2 separate regions of the Mus musculus genome follow, and region 2 is linked to region 1. The links are chromatin contacts, called in public promoter capture Hi-C maps. All regions are on one chromosome and are shown on one strand. Each heading gives the region's core, a stretch centred on a gene start, on an enhancer-like site or on the middle of the called end of the contact. The rest is flanking DNA. Distances are from core to core; before and after follow the strand shown.

Region 1 (3,515 bases), core at 810-3,309:
AATTGTTAGTCTGGGCTGTCCAGCTGAGGCAATCTCTAGACTACAGCTATTGGTTCAGGGATGGATGCGTGACCTAAAGAGGTGCAATGAGAGAGTCAGCTTGGGGAATTTCCAGGGCACTAGTTTAAAGATGGCTTTTGGAGCCCGTGTCCAGGTTGTTAAACGTGACCGAAGCCAACACAAAGTGTTGAGAGCCCGCGAGGCTGAGGTTTCATGTTAGGGAAGCAGCCCCAATTGCCTCTCTCCAACCTGTTGGTCCTGTGAGCCAATATATGCCCTGGAAGGGTTAGGCTAGTTTGTAGGAGTCTTTCCTCAGGTGAGACCCTCAGCCTACATCCCAGGGCTCAGAGTGTCTATTTGATGACTCCAGTCTTGACAGAGCCCTCCAACTCTTGAGTCCTCTTTGCTAAATATACAGGCAAGACAATGTAAGGGACATCTGTCCCGGCTCCAAACATCCCCTTTTAGAGCTGGGTAACAAGGATTTTGAAATTTCAAAGCTGAGAACAAGAAGATAAACAGAATAGCATGGACGTAATTCTCAGACTGTCCATACAGCCTTTCCCGGAGTCTTTGGCACTCTCCTGCTACCTGCTCACCCTCAGGCAAGTCTCTTACATTTTTCTCTTTGGTAAAACAGGGAGAATAATAGAGCCCGCTTCTAATTGTAAAAAACAATTACATTTTGGGGGGGAAGGAGAGGGTGATCGGGTTGAGAAAGTGCACATGCCACAGCCAGCATGGAGGACAATTTGCAGGATGATTGACATTGGACTTGCCCGACCAGGGTGCCCCACCCTGTGCATAGCCTGACTAGTCCCTGTGGGATAAGTGGAGCTCCCCGGATGCAGTCAGAGAAGAAGAGATTCTAGGGCTGAGGAGAGAACATGAATACAGGACTTCAGGTCAGATAACACATCCCAGCCCTGAGCACTGGGCTCAGGAATGCAAGCCCTGAGCAGGCTCAGTAAAGCAGCCTACTGGAGACCCTGTCTTCCAGTACCTGTTGCTTTTTCTCCATCTGCTCACTGAAAGGGCCTCCGGGAGGCAAGGAGAGGCAGTGATGCCAGGCCTTGGGTGCTGTGTCTCTCCGAGATACCCCCTCGGGATCCTGGTACCCATGGATGCAATTTGGCTGGAGGTCATGGCCTTTCTCTCTCCAGACCTTGGAGGAAATAACAATCTGCTTTGCATCAAGGAACCTCTCGAGGCTCTGCTCAGCTCTCCCTTAGGACTCCCTTAGCGATGAGCTCATCTGACCTCTCTGTAACCTTGAATGACGGTTTAGGACAGAAATCAGCATCTCCGCTGTACAACAAGGGAAACTGAGGCCAGGGACATAACTGAAGAGGCTCTAAAAGGGCTCAGGGAGGCCTTGAATGTTGAAACGTAGCCTTTCGTCTCCTAGGTATGAGCCGGCAAATCCAGCCCACCCTCCTGTTTTTTTGTAAATGAAGTTTTATTATACCATAACCAAAGGCGTTCACTTGCATACCGTCCCTGCCTGCTCTCGTTGTATAGTTGTGGAGCTTAGTCATTGCAGCAAAGACTCTTGACTTCCAACACTGAAAATAACCTCTGGCCCTTTACAAGGTTTGCTGAACCTTGCAGAAAACCTCATTTTCTTATTGAAACACTGTGTTGTTGAAAGAATAGTAACATTCAAGCTGAGAGTAGTGGGATATGTCTGTAAAACCCAACAGTGGGAGAAAGCTGAGGCAGGAGAATCAGGAATTTATAGTCGTCCTCAGCTACACTAAGAGCTGGAGGCCAGCCTGGCTTGTAGGAGATCTTGTCTCAAGAAAAAAACAAAACCAAGAACTTCCTGCTTCCTGCGACCCCTGAGGCCGAGCTTTGCGGCCACGTGAAGATCTCTGGTGTTAAGAGGGTTTCTTTTTTTAAATGTCATCTTCTTGCCCTGTTGTGGTCTGTTTTGCAGCCTGGCTTGGGGTCAAACCTCAGCCAAGTGAATTCTTCCTAGAATATACCTGTACCAACCAGTGACCAGGACTTGAGTTCCTTTATACTCTAACTTACTGTGGTCAGAGTTCATGAACCCACGTCAACTATTTGCATTGGAAATTCAATCATGTATGACCTGGTGCAGTTAGATTTCACAGGCCCCATCTCAGTATCCTGTTACCCTCAGAGAAATTTCCCAATTGATAATGAAAGGAACAGAGGAAAATAGGCATGAATCTGAAAGGCCAACAGGACAGAAATACTTGGTGTTCTTGAACTTGAGTGTGTGAGAAACCCACCAGGGGTGTTACCTAGGAACTGCCATACTCCTTCAATGTAAGAAATAAGCTTTAAATTTTAGAAGGCACAGTTACCCAATAACCCTGTTGTACTGGTTGCCCCAGGCAACAGCCTCGAATGAATGGCCACGAACAGCATCTCACCATTTTCTTTCTTTCTTTCTTCCTTTCTTTCTTTTTCTTTAAGATTTATTTTATGTATATGAGTACACTGTACGTGTACAGGTGGTTGTGAGCTCACTCTGGCCCAAAGATTTTATTTATTATTATATGTAAGTACACTGTAGCTGTCTTCAGACACACCAGAAGAAGGCCTCAGATCCCATTACAGATGGTTGTGAGCCACCATGTGGTTGCTGGGATTTGAACTCAGGACCTCTGAAAGAGCAGTCAGTGTTCTTAACCGCTGAGCCATCTCTCCAGCCCTATCTTACTATTTTCAGTGGGATCTTTTAAAATGAAAACTTCATCATGGTGTCCATATTTATGAATGGTTGGAGGGATTAGGGCTTCCCAAGATTTTCAATTTGTAGTGAAGACACTTTTAAATAAAGTTTTATAGTTCTTATAAGAAGTAAACAAAAACAATATTCTCATTAGATTGTATGCTTGAAATTAGTACACAGCTGGGTGTGGAGGCATATTGGTATCATCCTAGCACTTAGGTACCTGAGGCAGAAGGCTTGCTAAACATTCAAGCAGAGATGGTTCAGCGAACTGGCTGCTCTTCCAAAAGACCCAGGTTCAATTCCCAGCACCCACATGGCAACTCACAACCTAGTTCCATGGGATCAGACACCCTCACATTAATGCACATAAATAAATTAAATAAATAAATAAATAAATATCCAAAGCAGCCAAGGCTGAGAAACCCTGTCTTGAAAAACAAACAAGAAAACAGAGAAGGGGAGAGAGAATTTTAGCATGATATAGTATTACATCGTAGTTGCTCAATAAATTTTCATCATTTTATGATCATTAAAGTTTTAGTCTTGGAGGGAAAAAAAGCAAACAGCCTAGGGGTTGGAGAAATAACAGTGATTTAAAGCACTTGATTTTCTTTCAGGGAATTTAACTCACAACCAATCATTACTTTAGTTCTAGGGGATTTAATGCTCTCTTCAAAAGTCAGGCACACATGAGGCACAGACTTACAGGCAGATGTAACACTCATACACCTATGTGACCAGCCTAGATCACAAAGCAAGACCCTATCTCAAGGCCGGCAGGTGGTGTCACTCATCTTTGATCTCA
Region 2 (3,352 bases), core at 91-2,590, 110 kb after region 1:
TGGCATCGAGGAAAAAGCGAGAGTAGACTGCACTGTCTTGAAGCATGGGTGAGAGAGAAAACAAAGGATCGGGGGAGTGGGCTTGAAGTCCCAGAGGATTCTTGGATGTGGCTTTTCCGTCGTGCATCTTAGGGTCACCGGAAGATCCCGAACTGACCATATTCCGAAGCCAGAGGGAAGTTCATTAACTGGGGGACTGGGGAGATGGCTGAGCAGTTATGAGCACAGGCTGCTGCTCTTGCAGAGGACCCCAGGTCACTTCCCAGGACTGACATGGTTGCTCTAGTCCTAGAGAGTACAAAATAATCTCTTCTGGTTCTATAGACACTAGACTTGTACGAATAGACATGCAGGCAAAACCCTCAGACAGGTAAATGTTAAGAGGGGCAGCATAAAGTCTGGTGCATGATAAAACAGGCATGAAGCCAGGCCTGGTGGCACATGCTTGGAGCCCCAGCAGTCAGGAGGCAGAAGCAGAAGGGTCAGATCAAGGTCCTTCATGGCTATCTAGGGAGTCTGAGACCAGCCTGGGATGGCATCATAAGTGAGAAGATGTAAAGAACAGATCTTTCCTACCCCCGGAGGAAGTTAAATGCATAGGTGTACAAAGTGCATCACTGTTTGTCATTGGATAAGCAGATGATACAGTGGTGTTTGCTTTGTGTTTTGCTTTGTTTTTCCCCCAAAACAGTGTTTCTGTGCATAGCCCTGGCTGTCCTGAAACTCACTCTGTAGACCAGGCTGATCTGGAACTCAGAGATCTGCCTGCCTCTGCTTCCTAAGTGCTGGGATTAAAAGTGTGCGCTACTCCACTGGGCTTTGCTTCCTGGTTTTTAAGTTGAGGGAAAGTGATTAGATCACTGGTAAACCCCAGATTACAATTGCACTGTAGAGATACACCAAAAAAAAAAAAAAAAAAAAAAAAATCACAGATTTGTGCCTTGGAATGAGTGAGTCTTATGGTACCCAAAATCATACATCTTGTTACATTTCCAGTTAAGAGTCATCTCCCATTAATTTCACAGACCACAGGTGGGGACCCCTGCTGTGTGGCGGAGCTACAAGGGATGGCAAGATAAGATTGGATGATTCCCTAATTGGAGTCTTAAAATGCTTAACATTGGACTAATTTTTCTTTAGATCTGCCAAATGGGAACAGCAGTCAGCACTTTGTACAGACAATCAAGATTATTCTAAGAGGCGTCCACCACTTGTTTTTGCAAGGTACCTCAGCCAGCCTGGGTAGGAGCTTAGCTGGGGGTCTCTGATACTGAGGAAGTTGGCTTCCACGCACCCAGGGTAACGCGTCTGGCCGTTGCCTAGCAACGAGCTGTCCTCGCACAGCATGGAGACCAGCGAGTCCAGCACTAGCGACTACAGACAGACCGAGGGCGAGGGCGAGGGTGTACCGGGGACCTTGAGCACGGCTGTGTGTGAGCACCTGCGGAAGTTGTGTCTGCGCGAATTCCCGTGTGGCATCGGGAGCTGGGTGCGTGCCCCCCACCCCCACCCCCACCCCCACCCCGGGGACTGGGACTAAGAAGGGAAGGATCCAGCAGGGGCGGAGCTGGGACTGGACCAGAATAGCCGCAGGGAATGTACTAAAGTAGGTGGTACCTAGCTGGGAGCTGGGCTGCCTAGGAGTCAGTAGATGCTCACATACAAGTTTGAGGCCCGAAGGGAGGTTTGGATGTGGTCTTTTCAGCACTGGCTGATTTGAGGGTTGGGGTGGACTCTGGAGGCTGGAACATTGAAAGAATGCAGGTACCAAGTGCCCACCTTGTCGTGAGAGAACCCACCAGGAATGGACTGATCCAGCACATCAGGCATACCTTTGACCTCATGCTAGCCTACAACAGCTGGTTGACCAAGCTCCAGATGTCAGGCATCCCTGAGACTTAAAGAGCTTTGGTCTTGAACAGTTTGCTCTGTAGCCCCTCATGAGAGGTGGAGAAAATGTTTTTTTCTGGTGTTCTGGGCCACGGGGCTAGCTTTCGCCGTTCTGAGGTCTCATGTGGAAAAGGTCTCCTGCCCCTCCTGCAGCTGTGCTGAACTCAGGAAGCCTAAGGCGCTGCACAACCTCTGCCCTGCTTCCAGGCTGAGGGGAGACAGAGAAATACAGCCAAGGGCGTAGCCAGCACAGCTGGGGAAAACATCTGGTCCGACAGGGCACGAAGGTCACTTTTCCTATTACTTCAGCTTGTACACTCTTCCTACTCAGTACGCAGAGGAAACGCTGTCCTCAGCTGGGTGCACAGTGTAGGATTGGATTTAGAGGCCCATCAAATGTGTCCTGAGAGGCTAGAACCAGCATGATGGTGTTGGCTGTCAGTTGTGGCCCCCCTCCCTCTACACTAAGTAAAACAGAAAAACAGTCCTTCCCCCTGTAGAGGCACATAGGTACCCATCAGGGAAACTCTCCATTTGTTTAGGCCACAGGTGCAGGTTGAATGACTACTCTGTGCAAGTCACTGTGCTAAGTTTAGGGCTTACGGCTCCAAGGGTGTATCTAGGGAGAGAGGTTCACCTTGCCGCATCTTCGGGAAGCCTTCCCTCTGTGAAGTCTCACTTAACCAGATTGCCCACCAAGCCTCCTTCCTGTACACAGCTATATAGGTGCTGGGTCAAAACGCAATCTCCTTTTTAATTTATTTTTAAAAGATTGATTACATTATTTTTAATGATGTGTCTCTGTTTGGGTCCGTGCATGGTAGGGCAGGGACTCTCAAGGCCAGAAGAGCACGTTGGATCTTCTGAAGCCAGAAGTTAGGGTGCTGGGAACTGAACTTGGGGCTTCAGGAGGAGCTGCAAATACTCTTTACGTTTTAGCCTGGCAGTCTGTTTTGTTTTGGATGTTGAATGTTCCCAACTCCAGAGGAAAGTGGAAACAGGAGCCTGGTCTGTCTTTCTTTCTTTCTTTCTTTCTTTCTTTCTTTCTTTCTTTCTTTCTTTCTTTCTTTCTTTCTTTCTTAAGATTTATTTATTATAAATAAGTACACTGTACCTGTCTTCAAATGCACCAGAAGTCGTCAGATCTCATATGGGTGGTTGTAAGCCATGTGGTTGCTGGGATTTGAACTCAGGACCTTCAGAAGAGCAGTCAGTGCCCTTACCCACCAAGCCATCTCACCAGCCCAGGAACCTGGTTTTTTTTAACTATTCTGTGTCTTGCTATGTGTTAATGACACTTGGGAGGCTGAGAGTTCAAAGCCAGCCTATGCCACACAGGGAAACTCTGCCCCCACAAATGATTAGCGTATGCCAGGTGTGTCGCTCAGCTGGCTGAGTCTTTTCTAGCATTCACAAAGCCCTGGGTTTGAGCTCCTGCTCATATCACATCCATCCCACCCAG

The links. Promoter capture Hi-C pulls out the DNA fragments that hold promoters and counts their contacts.
Region 2: a promoter capture Hi-C map of the HPC-7 cell line shows a contact between it and region 1, with 3 times the contacts expected there. The contact joins the promoter of Lrrc43 here to the enhancer-like site in region 1. A contact is called at or near these places in 20 of 39 promoter capture datasets (the 3T3-L1 cell line, 3T3-L1-derived adipocytes, the C10 cell line and 15 more), 4 of 15 datasets of contacts at CTCF or cohesin (CD8 T cells, large pre-B cells, pro-B cells and 1 more), 115 of 484 Hi-C or Micro-C datasets (the 63-12 cell line, the AML12 cell line, B cells and 70 more), 16 of 115 datasets of contacts at active chromatin or transcription factors (the 230-238 cell line, the HPC-7 cell line, astrocytes and 10 more) and 5 of 9 other capture datasets (adipose tissue, embryonic stem cells, liver and 2 more).

The regions. Positions count from the first base shown.
Region 1 is chr5:123,377,707-123,381,221 of GRCm38.p6, forward strand. No RefSeq gene overlaps it. Among named protein-coding and RNA genes, the nearest start is that of Mlxip, 15 kb to the right of the region's middle. Within about 2 kb of position 2,060, at least 29 of the 459 cell types and tissues checked have an H3K27ac peak or open chromatin away from gene starts, as enhancers often do. A contact at or near this core is called in the 63-12 cell line, B cells, CD8 T cells and 9 more, where this site is marked.
Region 2 is chr5:123,487,985-123,491,336 of GRCm38.p6, forward strand. It overlaps Lrrc43 (leucine rich repeat containing 43), which reads left to right and starts at 1,341. Exons shown (of 12, transcript NM_001033461.3): 1 at 1,341-1,489. The coding sequence starts at 1,346.